Linked DNA regions of Mus musculus: regions 2 and 3 are each linked to region 1. The links are chromatin contacts, called in public Hi-C maps. All regions are on one chromosome and are shown on one strand. The core of a region is the stretch at or near the end of the contact, and the rest is flanking DNA. Distances in the headings are between cores, read along the strand shown. Region 1 overlaps Lsamp (limbic system-associated membrane protein). Region 2 overlaps Lsamp (limbic system-associated membrane protein). Region 3 overlaps Lsamp (limbic system-associated membrane protein).

Region 1 (4,983 bases), core at 506-3,005:
TTGACTGAGGCTGCCATAAAGGTAAAGATCATTTAAAACCTTGCGCTGTATTTTTTTTCTCAGCATAAAAAATGATTTTGACTATTTCTCAGAGGCTTCTTGTATCAAATGTAACTTCTTGGAGATGAAAAGTCCTAATATATATGTAGCTTTTATAACTAACTAATTAAAGACTTAGATTTTTTGATAATTCTCGTATCAGTATCTATCACCATACTGCTTTCTAACAAAAGAATATCCTCAGTATATTTGAGTTGATTACATTGAATCTATAAATAAATATATTGATAACAATTCCCCACTCCTCCCAAAAATAGAAAAAAAAACTACCTGGAGAGAGAGAGAGAGAGAGAGAGAGAGAGAGAGAGAGAGAGAGAGAGAGAGAGTGAGTTTGGAGGAGCACAGTTATCAGAAACTGAATGATTATCAGCTACCACTAGAATCAAGAGGAGCCAGGGAGGAAAGGTTCTTCCTTAAGACCTTCAGAGCCTCGTCAATAACTTTAACCTTCAATTTCTGTCTTCAAAATCCCTGGAGAAAATTCTGTTGATTAGATGACCGAGTCTGTGGTCATTTGTTATAAATGTCCACAAGAAACTAATGAGCTACTAAGTCTGAGTCTTGATCACAAAACCGTAATCATATTTCAAATGGAATCTTCTGATCCGTTTTCTATGAAGAAAGAGACATATGGAGAACATCCACTGTCAAAAGCATGTAGGTGAACAAGCAGAGATTACCCACATACAATTGTTGAATGTTGTCAAGAAAGGGAAATAAATGCGAAGGACAATATTTAAGCACCCTTTGGAACTGCATGGGGCATAGAGTTAACAGAACCAATGATCTAAAGAAATTGTGCTTTGAAAGAGCCATAACCTTTGATTTATGACATTTTCAATACTCAAAAGTGGTAAGTTTAGTTCAACAATGGCAGCCAAACCCAGGGTCTTTGCAGTATTAGCGTTCTAACACTTTGTTATTGTACTTGAAAGTACACTCTTACCTTCTAAGAAGACTTTATACTATTCTGCTACAGCCAAAGAGAAGGGAAGGAAACACTCTAAGGTCTGGCTGAACCAGAGACTGTAAATTGTTCTTCACATGCCTCATTCTCTTACCAAAGCTTCATGTCTAGAGGTAGAAAATATATTGATCTATTAGGAGTATGAAAGAAATGGGTAGTTTTGAAATTGTTCTCCCTCCATGTCATTAGTGGGATTCTTGCCACCATGTAACCCCACAAATCAGCACCCAAATTCAATGCCAAACTTTCTCAAAAACCGTAACTCATTAAGCTTTAGTGCTCCTGAAGATAAGGACCTTGCTTGTGTAAGGCCATCAAACACCAATATTGACTCTGTAGGACATTTTTAAGGCTATTTATATCACAATAAAGGCACTTTATTAGTCTCATCAATCAAGGGAGTCCAAATTTCACCCTGAGATCAGTCTGCCTGAGCCTGTGGACCAGGGAAGGATGAGAAATTATAGGATGCATTATCTTCAATCTCATTTGAAACTTCCTAAATGAAACACCAGACAGGCACAGTTTATTGCTTATAAAATAAATGAAGGAGGTACTGCTAATGTAATAATGAAAGACTGGGCTTCTGGTTGTTTTTCCGCTCTTGACAGAGAGTTGGTGGTCAGCCAGCACAGTGATTACTGGTTTCCATAGTTAAAGACACAATACATCTGTCATTTGACCAAGATGAATGTAGTGGCCATTCAGGAGGACTGCACCCAGCTTGTAGCAGAGACCCAGGCTGCTGGTTTCTGTAATCTGTGACTTGGCATGTGATCCCATCATTCTCTGGGTCAGGGAAATACCATTCCACAGTCATTAAACAGTTCAACTCCAAGTCAGACCAAGTTAGGTTCAAATTCCACCTGACTTCTCTGAGCCAAGATCTCATCTGAACAACAGAAGATCACCATCTTCACATGGATTTGAATAATTAGCACAGATAATGCCTTATATATAGTACTCAGTGACTGCTTTCTTAAGGATATCAGTGTTAATGCATTTTACCTTTAGTCACATGTCCATGGACAGCTGATATCAGAAGTTAAGCAGATGGGGAAGCCTGTCAGATTAAGGACATCGATTGTAGCATCCATCAGACTGGAATCTTCCCCTCAGCTAAAAGATGAGTTGTTCAGTAATGAATTTAGTTTCTCTGAGTTTTAGTTCCTTAAGCTATAAACAGTTATTAACATAAAAATGGCACCCCCTAAAAGTTGTTATATAGACCAAATGGAAAATTCACAGTGGTAATGTATATGCTAAATGTTCTCCATATGGCTATAGTGCCTCATAACAATTAACAGTATATCAGCAGCACTCTTAAACAGTTATTGAGAAGTCAGTGGATTTTTAGCAATAAATGTTAATGAGTGTGTCCAAAAAATTATAAATTTTATACAGTTTATACATTAACTCAGAAAAATGTCTGTTGAGTGCCTCCTATGGGGTTTCCTGTTCAATCACCTTAGGAACAAGATGAGGAAGATGAACCTGTCCTGTGCTTACTAGTGATAAAAGAATTAAAATAGGGCAGTATCAGAGTGATTATTGATAAACAAGTGTCTGATGTAGTTTGAACTAAGAAAGACCAAGCAATGCAAATATAAAGAAGGTGGTTGGCAAACTTTTAAGCAAAGGGCTATGCCAAAGCTGACAGGGAGAGAGAGAGAGAGTGAGAGAGAGAGAGAGAGAGAGAGAGAGAGAGAGAGAGAGAGAGAGAGAGAGACCATAAAATGATCAGGGTGTTACATCTGGGAGCTGATGGGGAAGGAGTGGATTGACATAATCTGATGTATGAGAGTCAGTCAGAGACAAGACCATATAAGGATAATGGTAAGAACTGCAATTCCACACAAAACATATAGCATAGTCACTGGATACTATTCATAGCTGGTAGGTATGGGTTATTATAGCCTGATTTTCCTTTATCAAACAATGAATCTGACCTTTGGACAGGAAGAGCTAGTTATAGATTATAGTGAATTACAGAAACGCATACCAAGGCAAGGGAGATGACAACACTGAATGAGGGTGGGATATATTCTGAAATATATTATCCTGATGAGTTTTCAAAAATAGTCTACTAAAAAAAAAAAAAACCAAGACTATCTTGAAAGAGTTCAATCAAGAAAATTTTACCTTCAAGTTTTGGGAGGCAACCAAAAGCAATGGAAATAGTTTATATTATTTGGGTAGTCTTGGACTCATGTGATCAACAACTCAAAGGGTGATTTTTTTCATGTCTGGCAATTTCGATTTTGTTAAATAATCTATGGCTGTTGGAGTGAACACTGTTAGCCATGTATTGTAAATCTATTTTAACAGTGCATATCTATCTAACTTCTCATGTATACACATGCCTGTTGTAGATAACCCTGGGGCTAATTATATTTGATGTTAATTCCATTCTCCTGTGAGTGGTTGCGAACACTGAGTCAGCACTCAGGTGATTTCCTGTAAACCTGCTTCCCACCTTAATTTGTAAAATAAGGAGAGCTGATGATTGGGCAGATAAAAGGGAAGGTGGATCAGAAGGTAGGGAGAGAGAAGGAGGAGAAAATGGAAGAGGGAGATGAAGAAAAGCAGAGCAGGAGCACATGGCCTGGAGAAATCACAAGTTCTAAGGGGTCTCATAAACTGTGGAAGATGGTAGTGTAGCAGTAGATCTGCCCAATCTAGGCACACAGCTTGTAATCATATTAACTGTTGTGTTTTCATTGTTGGGGCATATTCAGGAGGAGATTTACCACAACACATGCCTGTATTTTTGAGTAAGCTTACGAAATAATATGTTTGTCTAAGGTGTTTTTTTTTTTTTCCTAAAGATATCCTTAGTGATTTTTCTCTCCTTTTTCTTCCATCTTGCTTTGTGTTATTGTCCCCTGGGGTGATAATACTTATCTGGAAGTCTCCTTACTGAGAACTAGGCCTCTAGGTTCTAGAAGTTATTGTCCAAGCTGCCAGTGGAGAAAAGCAATCAATAGTCCTACATAATGATATAGATCACGAGAGAACCATGAGAATGACCAGAACAGAAAGATGGCCCCCAATGGTCCAGTAGTGGCACTTTTACCGTGGAGGTAACCAATAACTTCCTAATTGGTCCTACGTCCTGCTCCATAAGTGGCAATTCATGCCTGATACTATAAACCTTGCTAACCACCCTTCCCTGAGAGGTCATAGATCGAGAGGAGAACTTAATCTTGCTAGTTTTCTAAAGCAATATATTTTCTGTAGCCTAAATACTTATCCTTATACCCACAGTGAAATGTAACTTTTACTACTCATCCTAGAAGCTTCCTTTCATATCAGTTACAGAGTATTACAGTGATGCTGTGATAGAGAGAATGAGTAATTGTGTGTTGCCCAAAGCCAGTTTCTACACATACACTTCAACTCTTACACCTCAGGCTCTGAGAAAATAATTGGCAAAAGAAGATGAGCAGAGTGACTGTAAGAATCAGAAGTCCAGAGCATGTTATGTGAGAGTGTCTTACAGATACAGATAGGACAGTCAAGAAAGACCAAGACACTTACAGCTGGAAAAAGAAAAAACAAACAAACAAACAAAAATAACTAACTCCTTTTTTATTTACCTTGAAACAAAACTATTCAAATTAGCTCCCAGTATTTTACTCTAATGGTGTTTTGGCTTGTTTGGACTATGTTCTGGCTCATTTCAAAGCTTTATCATCCCTACTTATAATTTTCAAAAATCGCTAAGAATCATAAAAATTTATAAGAGAGTAAAAAGATAGGAATGCCCTAATTGGACAGAGAGCTCACCTTGGATACCATGTGTTAGACTTTATCATTTGCTAGAAACAGGATTTGAATTCATTTAACTATGTTATTAAAGTAAAATCTAAATTCCATAAAAATAATTTTTGACTATTCTAATCAACATATATAATGTACCCCGAAAATAATTTTAGTTATGTTTTTTCAAAACA
Region 2 (4,638 bases), core at 1,492-3,991, 160 kb after region 1:
TTACAGTTAGCTTTTAAGAAGTCCAGAGACTTGTGAGGAAATTTTAAAACTACCAAAAAAGATTTCAAAAGCTAAATTAAATAAAGTAATTTAAATTTTTTGTATTTTTATGAAACTAAATGGTTAAAAAAAAGTTTAAATGAGGTGATCATTTTTAATGTGGAGGGGGCTATCACGGACTGAGACAAAAATATTTTCCCATATGTTTCCAACCTCACTATCCTTAGAAAAACCCTTAAAAATCTAATGGGGCTTCTGATAAATACTTTGATCAATAAATCTTATTGAAGGATGAAAGGGAAGAAAACAACAGATCTAAAAGTAGATAAATTTAACTTAATGCCTACATAAGGAAAACAGTAAAGTAAGTCCGTTAGCTAGCACAGGGAATCTTTAAGCAGCAAAACCATAAGCATAATACACAATACACATTTACTTCATTAAATGCCTGCTGTGTGAAGAGGTATTTGTATTGAAAAAGATATACCACAGTTACAAGAAGTTTTTTTCTGTACTCTAGAGAAACCAAATGTATGGTTATCTGAACAATTATTCATGAAATCCTCCTATTCAAAGCAACTCCACTGTCCATTTTATTCCAGAGACTTTAAGGAACAGAGATTTATCTGTCTCTCCTGGAAGCATGTTCCAAGGTGATATGAAGAAACAATGTTGTAAGCCCTCACTCTGGACAGCACCCATTGTCCAATTTATATTTATGCTCTTAGGTCCGACTGTGTTTTTAAAGGAAGCCACAGAGCCATCACAGCCGAATTTCCTAATACCAACTGAGTGGTCACTCCATCAGGAGATACTTATATCTAGCACTTTCCAATGATCTGGTAGACATTTCATGTTGGTTTTGATAGGACTAGCACACATTTTCTCCAAAGTCTTAAGTATCATATATCTTGGCTTCTTCCTACCTCCTTCTGCCATATAAGCTAGAAGTTTTAGATAACAACAATTAACCTTCTCAACCATAGGAGTTCAAGATGAGCTTTTTGTAAAACTGAAGGGGATCCTCCAGTAGCAGTGGCTTCCCTTTTCCTTTTATCCCTTTCTCCCGTCTGAGTCCTTCTTTATCAGGCTGCATCTCTCCATCTGTGTGTTCTTTGCCTGTGCTTTAAGTATTTCACCTCTGCAAGCAGATAGTGATCTCATTTCGGGTTTTCAATGTTCATCTATTCATGTTTTGTTCTGTATGTATACTTTGATTTCAAGTAAATTTGGTCATCATCAGTCCATTACTAATTGTGAAAATCAGAATTATCCTCCCAACATCGTGCATTGTAAAAGTATTCATTGTCTCAGCAGCCCAAATTGCCTTCAACAAGATCAAAGGGAGGCCATAGGTGAGGTTTGTTTGAATTTTTCTCTGACATTTTTCCCTCCACCTCATGCTTCTCTCAGTTCTCTTTCTTCTCTCTCTCTCCCTCCCTCTCATCCTCACTCCCTCTCTCCCCCTCCCTTCCTCCCTCCCTTCCTCCCTCCCTCCTTCCCTTCCTTCCTTCCTTCCTTCCTTCCGTCCTTCCTTCCTTCCTTCCTTCCTTTCTCCTTTTCTCCTTCTCTTCTTCTTTCTCCTACCCTTCTCTTCCCCATCCCTTTGATTCTTTATCATAGTCATCTTTATCTTCTTCTTTCATTTTTCTTTTAGGGCTACCCTTTTACTCTAGACATTACTCACTTCTTATGATCTGTGAAATGTAGAGTATTTAATACCTTGATGTTATCTCCAAAAGATATGGAGTATTTGCATGGTAAGTATACAGTTAACAATCTCGATAACCAGAGTTCACTTACTTCTTGTTTTTCTTCCCCATTATAAAAGGAACAAAATGTCTTTCTTAGACACCTTTTGGGTTTCAAATTTTGTAGAAAAGTGCCAATGAATAGTTTAGAATAATCCTAAAGGGAAAAGTGATTCATGATTTGGAAGAGGTTGGTCAAGGACAGCTAGTCAATCACACTCTCTGATCTTGAGGTTCTTTATCTGAAAATGGGGACTTGTTTATCTTCAGTCATTGTTGAGATTATCAAACTGTAGTTTGATATATTAGTGAGTCTTATAAATTATAAAGTATTATTCATGCCCATTATATTTTCTTTCAGAAAGCAATATTTAACAGAACCATGAGTTGGCCTGAAGGACATAGTTATGAAAAGGACATAACTACAATCTCCCTATTTAAAAACTAAAGCCACATCCTTCACTTCTCAGAACTGGGTCTTTGGGGATTTCATTTAAAAGACCATTCAGAAAGAATGCCCATTGGGTCTGTTATCAAATCTACCAATTTCTTAAATAACAGGATTAATTTGTTCATAAAAGAATACCTTTCCAGTGCATTGATTTAGCATCTTTACTTACTTTATAAATGGGATCACTGGAGTGTTCTCCAACCATCTTTTGAAATGTAATCTTGAAAAGAGGAAAGAAGAGAGAGAGAAAAAAGCTAGAAAGAAACAAACATTGTTGAAGGGGCTTTTTGAGAAGTCAAGGTGTTAAATACTACAGAGCTTACTGTGGATGGCTTGTACTTTAGAAATCTCTGTTTTGAGAGAAGGAGGATTATTTGGTGGCTTCAAAGGTGTTTATTCTTGAATATTCGTCTCAGTCATCATCTATACACCATCTCATCCTTCCTCTGCCACATCTTTGAATTTCTTTCCATTCATCATGTTCCTACCCTTACAGAGTCACTGAAGCTGAGTGGTGAGAGAGCATCATCCTCTGGCTGATTCCAGCTCATCCTTTGCTTTCAAACTGCAAGGTTGTCACAGAGTTCTGCTTTAGTCCTCTGCCTTGGTCTTCAGTACAAATCAGAAACATGCTAACACCAACCCCTCCTACTAGTTACAGACTTCTATTTAAAGTATCTTTCCATAAAGCTCCTTTCTTACACGCGTTCTCACGACCGGCCAGGAAGAACACCACAAACCAGAATCTTCTGCGGCAAAACTTTATTGCTTACATCTTCAGGAGCAAGCGTGCAAGCCTCAAACCCCCCATTGCTTACATCTTTAGGAGCCAGAGCGCCAGAGCGCCAGAGCGCCAGAGCGAGAGCTCTATATTTTACATCTTTAGGAGCAAGAAAGCAAGCCCCAAGCCCCAAGCCCAAAAACGAAAGCGAAACCCCTTCCCTCTTAAGGAGAGTTATCCTTCGCCTAGGACGTATCACTCCCTGATTGGCTGCAGCCCATGGCCGAGTTGTTGCCACGGGGAAGGCAGAGTACATGGGGTGGAGAAATACCCTTGGCACATGCGCAGATTATTTGTTTACCACTTAGAACACAGCTGTCAGCCCATCTTGTGACGGCGAATGTGGGGGCGGCTTCCCACACTCCTTGATGTATCTTATGATTGTATCTCAGACACAAAATGTCCTAAAAAAAGATCCCAAAATCCACTGGGAAATTTTCTTATGGCTCGGGAATACTTCATATGCCCCAGTATAGGGGAACTCCAGGGCTAAGAAGTGGGAGTGGGGGGGGGTTTAGGGGAACAGGGCGAGGGGAGGGTATAGGGAACTTTCAGGATAGCATTTGAAATGTAAATAAAGAAAATATCTAAGGAAAAAAAGATGCCAAGGTTGTAAAGTTCACAAGTAGATTTATTTATTTATTTATTTATGATCCCTTAATATCTTTCACTATCAAATCTTCCCATATTTACTTACAAAACATATGGCAAACCTGAACTTCACATTATTCTTTTTGCCTTCCCTACCAGTCTAATGGAAGACATCATTCTTCCTTCCCTTGTGGTATTATTCCCCTGGAAGGACTTCCCACATCTACCCCACCTACCCCATCTCAACCCTAATCTGTTCTTAGAGATTGCTGCCAAATTAATCTTCCTAAAGTACAATTTAAATCATGTCATTCTACTACTCCAAAATGTTTAATTGCTTTTTATTATCCATTGAATAAGATCCAAACTCCTTAAAATAACATTTAACACCCTCCACCATCTGGTGATGTCCCACATTTACAGACATAGCTCCCTTCTCCCTCTTCCAAATATCTAATGCTGCATTCAGACTATAACACGTCCTTCTGCTTGTCTCAATTCATTTACTCATCCCATCCTCTTCACAGTAATGTTCCCTCTTCTCCTTGTTCTCTATGGGTATTTAGCAGAGGGCTCCAGCAGACAATAACACATAATTCAAAATAAATTGAGCAATTGGCATTGCCATGCTGAATCCTCCCAATTATCCTATTACATATCTACTGTTTCCAAACTTTTACCAGCAAATATGCTGAGGTGTGTATGGTTTTGTTAATTACTACAACTAGTATAGCTTTCTATATTTGTTCATATTAAAGTCATTGTTTCAAACCTGAATCCACTTGAAAGATTTGTTTTATTTTTAATTATGTGTATGTATGTGCACATCTGTGTGGGCTATAAACAACTGAACCAGCTCTTCTGCCCAATCCAAATATTACAAGTGCTTCTGTTCTTTCAAGTAAACAACTTGACCCCTGGCTTAATTTCGAAGATATAATTTCAGGAAAAAACTTAATAATAACACATTAAACACTAATAAAAATGTTGCTTCCTTGGTTCATTCATTTACATACAATTTACATGCAAAAAATCCCATGTTCTTGGTGGATTGCTCTATGAGC
Region 3 (4,749 bases), core at 797-3,296, 190 kb before region 1:
ACAGAAAAGCATTTGCTCCGAAGCAGTCTGTCAGGAAAATGCATGCTCTACATGTCCACCATGATGCTAAAGGTCTGAAGAGGTAATGAGGGCAGACGAAAAAGGAATGAGATCGAGAACAGTATGACTCAGGTGTGGTGGTCTGTTCATTAAGAGCTGTAATATGCTGCAGACTTTGTTAGTGGTGTTCCTGTGAGGACTGGGGGTTTCTGGGTATATGAAGTGGATGACACTTAAACATACCATGGGACAGATAAAGAATGAAACAGCTACAGGGTAGAGAGAAGCAAGTCAAAGTGAGAAAAAAAGCACAGACGTAGCAATGCTTGGCTCCCATTTTTTCCGATCACTGTTTCTGAGCAACACATCTATCTAGACAAGGCAATACTTCTGGTCTTTGCCCCTGGTAGACACACAACTCTATGAAGAGACAAACGACTGGAAACTTGAACTGGTGTTCCAGATTAATGCTTCACTGATGCCGAGAATTATTACCATGATATCCCATACCTGGGATACTAGACCTACAGCAGCAGTGCTCTTGGACATTTACCTGGAAAACCAATATCTAACATCATCTGGGAGGTGAGAGTGAAGGACTTCACACATATTGTTTTCTCAGCACAGGTAAATGTTTGGGAAAATCTTTGAATTTAACAGAGAAAAAAAGTACTGCATAAATTGTGGTCAAAAGAACAAAACAAAACAAAACAAAACAAACCATTGCTTGGCTTTCCATATTCCCTGGGAGCAGCTGCTGATGTCCCTCTAATTTTAGCTGCTATTGCTTTGAGCTAAACTTTCCATTTTTATTAAAAAAAAATCTCAACTTTGAGTCTAGAGGATTACAAGAGGCTGTGCTTTTGATTTTTAATAAAAAGCGAGCATTTACCTCTGAACAGTAGCAGCAAGAAAGGAATTAAACCCGAGGCTAGTGATCTGACCTTTAGAGGGGTGCCGATCCAGAGGGAGATGAGGAATTTAACACATATCCTTTTCTTTCTTATGTACACACTTTCCAGCTAGGATTATTTTTAATATATTTATGTAAGTGGAAAATGATTTGATTTTTGGAAATTTTTTTTCTTTTATGATCACTCTGACTAGTTGACTACAAGACTCTCTGAGTGGAATGCAAGTTTTTTATGTTTGAGTCATATGCCCTCTGAATTCTAATGGTATCGACTTTTAGGTATAGAATAGGAACTGTTGTCATATCATTACGTCTACATCAAGTTCTACTGAACGGACGCTCTGACACGATGCTAGTAAAAGTGGTCAGACCAACATGACTGATAAAATATTACTTGCATCTGGGTATAAGTATCCTTAGACTATAATCTGTTAATAAATAAAGTACAGTATATTTATATATTTATATATACATATATATTAAATATAGTAACTTTAGCTCAATTTGCATGTGATTTTCCTATAAACAGACTATGATCTAAAACAAATGCTTTGATTTCAGTAAGGATGGTCTGTGACCCATAAATTCTGCTAGCAAATTACTATTTGCCTTGGTTCCCTCTCTAACATATTCTATACAAGCAGACCATGTCTCAGCCAAAGGATTTTTCTGAAACCCTCCTTTTTATTTTCCCATTCGTTACTCCTGCTTCTGTGGACAGTGTCAGGTGGATACCATTGAGGTTGAGCGTCTGTGCTCCTATTTGAAATCATTCATAATTTTAATTTCCTCTGTCAAATGGATCACTACTCTTACAGTATTTAATTATCCTTATCATCTAAATGCCATGCCTTCAGAGACAGCATTTAAAGAAGCTCAAAAGACCATCAGAGTATAACATGTTTCAAAGAGTTCTGTTTTCATGAATTTTGCCTTCATGTGGATATTGTCAGTAATTACATGTGTACAGTAATGACTAACTGCATTGTGTTTAATTACTTTTGATATTTACCTTTTATTGCAATTTTTTTAAGTAGAATTCTTTCTTGGAGGCAATTAAGAACAAAGGATAGTCAGTAAAGGCCAGGCTGACAGTTGGCCTGGCAGAAGCACAAGCTTGCTGTGTGAGGGATGGCAATGTGGGGACAGACTGTGGACTTGGAGAAGGTCAGCCTGGAAGAACTTCAGAGATCATCTAACCTCTTTCTTCTGGTGGGGAGGCTCAACAGAGCATACGTGTCTGCATCTGTGACTTGATGTGGAATCTTCAGATGAGTAATTTAATTTCTGGGTGCCTGATCCACAGAATCTACGAATAACCCCCAAATTCCCATTAGTGTAGTAGATGCTATCCAAAGGAATTATAGGACTTGGCATCCTTTGCCTCTAACAGAGATAAGAGCGAGTGCTTTATTTCTGACTTTACAGAGGACATTTGTATTGACAGGTTAAATGCAGACTTCACTGAACTCTTAAGAAAAATAGATTCTCAATCTAGTCCCCTACATGTGAACCCGTTTCTCTACTACTGATTAAAATTAGAATGCTCAAGCTATATATACCACCTTCCTTTCTCACTTTAGCATCACAAAGGATGTGCTGGACTCTGATTTATCATTCCAACCTTGCTCTTAAAAGCTACCCAAACATCCTGTGGCCAATGTGCCTGACCTTTCCTCAACTTTCATTGTCCTTTCTTTCATCTATGGCATTAAGTCCTATACTGGCCTCCACATTTTATAAGAACAATTATTTTCTCTGCCATTGTAAATACTACCCAGTTTTATTTTTATCTCGATACTCTTTGCATGTATACATTATCATTCAACATCCATTTATTATCACGTTCTCTTTACTAGGTACTTTGCAAAGCATATAGAGAACCTTCATGAATATGAAATGACTCGCAAAACAGCCTAAATAGCATACCAAGATTAGAACCCTTGAAAAGCACACGGTTATGTGACATAATATGAATTCCAACCCAGCAGTAAACATAGCTGGCCAGTGGTTTCAACTCTGCATTCTCTGCTTCAGTAAGACCTATGATGGACCCTGATTATTTAGACTTTCAGAACTTAACTCCTCATTGAAAGTTCAAGGCACTGTGTCCATTGTTCTTGTTCTTTGTTTCTCCTTGCTAGTCGTTTCTTACTTAGTCTCTCCATACAAATGGTCATTCTCCTTGACACAGTGATTTTGTTGAAATTTTATCCTCTATTACTAATATCGCCCTTCATCAGACATAGATGTCCAAGCTGTTGAATCTTCTTTGCTCTGAGCACTTGGAATCTTATCTGAATTAGTGAGTTGTTTCCCTATGAATGAGGTCAATTTCCGAACATGTCGTTAAGGTTTCAAACATTAGTTTTCTATTATGTACTAAAGACAGTGTATTTGGCAGCTCAGTTCTGAAGTCTGTGTTCGTCATTTTCTAGTGAAGTGATAGGTCCATGATTCTATTTAAGAGGATATGATTAGTATAGGAACAATGGACTTCAGGGAAGGAGAGTGTGAATGAGACTAGACATTCTGGTACATTTGTGAAGCTATTTCATTCCTTAAAGAGGATTTAGGAAGGCATAGATGGCTTCTGGCATACTGGAGGCCTAGTGGGGAGAGTGTTGGCGGGAAAGATTGAATTATGAATATGAGCAGATGGAAAGGTACATTCACCAAAATTCTGGAGGCTAGGTGTCTGGAAGTCTATTTAGGGAGATTGAAAGTCATTCAGTTTAACATATCAGTAATAATCCCTATATCACAATATGGGAAGAACTCTGGACAATTAGGGTGATAGACTCAAGGCCCACTCTCCTTTGAAACGTAGGGTCATTCTGTTTTGGATCAATTATCCAGTTGTATTACTTAATTGTTTGTTAAATAACAATATCACCTCATTCTGATTTCTGAGGATTGTAGGGGTCACCTTTTGTTTTTCCTAAAAAAATGATTTATTCATGGACACTATACATGGTATTTTTAGATGAGTTCAGCTTTATATAAATGCTGACAGTTCTAAAAACAGCAGTACTAATGGTCAAGCTTAACACTTGGTTCAGCAACCCCAGAGGGCTTCCAAAAACAAGCAGGGGAGCTGAGAGTGGAAAATGGCTCCTTAAACTACCTGGTCTGTCTTTTCCAGTTAAACCCATAACTCTATTCAGCGACAGCCAGTTTTCATAGATACCATCTTGAATTTTACCTTCTTTTCACTAAGGTAGACCTATATCCTACTTTACAGGAGGGGAGGCATTGTGTATTATCTTTCTGAGTTCCCACCCCTCTTTCTTTTTATTCTTTGATTAGTATTTAGCATGCTAGTTGTAATTGATGTGGTTTTGGAATCTGTATTTCCCACTAGCCAATGAATTCTACTGGAAGCATCTTGAAAGTTTTTACCATATGTCTGACACTGTACTAAAAGTTTGAACATTGATAATTTGTTCACCTTCATAATATTTCTATGTTGTTTGCAGAACTCTTTTATAAATTGTGACCTCACAGAATCACTTAATTATCCATATCAATAATTATATGCAGAAGCCAGAACCTGAGTTCTCAAATATATTAGATAAGAACATAGGGAGCCTCATCTCTAGTCCTAGGTCAGTTACACATTATTTTCTTGATAGCAAGTGAATATAATCAGGCTCAGTGCTTCATTTCTTCCCATGCTCATTATTGTGAGAATTAAGTTTTATGGCATGTGTGTTGGCAGTTATAGGAGTTTTTGTAGAGGCTATGTTTTTAGTAAATGCTTGTTTTTCTCCCATTCTGATGGTTCTCTGTCTTAGGAGTTCTATGAACCGACCTTGACTTTTGCAAGCCATGTT

What was found. A called contact is a pair of places that touch in the nucleus more often than the background predicts.
Region 2: a Hi-C map of the N1E-115 cell line shows a contact between it and region 1, with 2.6 times the contacts expected there. The contact joins two enhancer-like sites. A contact is called at or near these places in 3 of 484 Hi-C or Micro-C datasets (the N1E-115 cell line, cerebellar granule neurons and cerebral cortex).
Region 3: a Hi-C map of the N1E-115 cell line shows a contact between it and region 1, with 2.0 times the contacts expected there. The contact joins two enhancer-like sites.

What each region holds. Positions count from the first base shown.
Region 1 is chr16:41,838,521-41,843,503 of GRCm38.p6, forward strand. All of the region lies in intron 1 of Lsamp (limbic system-associated membrane protein), which reads left to right. It overlaps Gm46551 (a long non-coding RNA gene), which reads right to left. Exons shown (of 2, transcript XR_001781926.2): 1 at 1-4,983. Among named protein-coding and RNA genes, the nearest start is that of Gm46551, 9.6 kb to the right of the region's middle. Within about 2 kb of position 1,756, at least 4 of the 459 cell types and tissues checked have an H3K27ac peak or open chromatin away from gene starts, as enhancers often do. A contact at or near this core is called in the N1E-115 cell line, where this site is marked.
Region 2 is chr16:42,000,375-42,005,012 of GRCm38.p6, forward strand. All of the region lies in intron 3 of Lsamp (limbic system-associated membrane protein), which reads left to right. Gm52229 (splicing regulatory glutamine/lysine-rich protein 1-like) reads left to right here. Exons shown (of 1, transcript XM_030249356.1): 1 at 1-4,638. Among named protein-coding and RNA genes, the nearest start is that of Gm52229, 38 kb to the left of the region's middle. Within about 2 kb of position 2,742, at least 11 of the 459 cell types and tissues checked have an H3K27ac peak or open chromatin away from gene starts, as enhancers often do. A contact at or near this core is called in the N1E-115 cell line, where this site is marked.
Region 3 is chr16:41,651,400-41,656,148 of GRCm38.p6, forward strand. The region is part of intron 1 of Lsamp (limbic system-associated membrane protein); the gene reads left to right. Among named protein-coding and RNA genes, the nearest start is that of Lsamp, 120 kb to the left of the region's middle. Within about 2 kb of position 2,047, at least 3 of the 459 cell types and tissues checked have an H3K27ac peak or open chromatin away from gene starts, as enhancers often do. A contact at or near this core is called in the N1E-115 cell line, where this site is marked.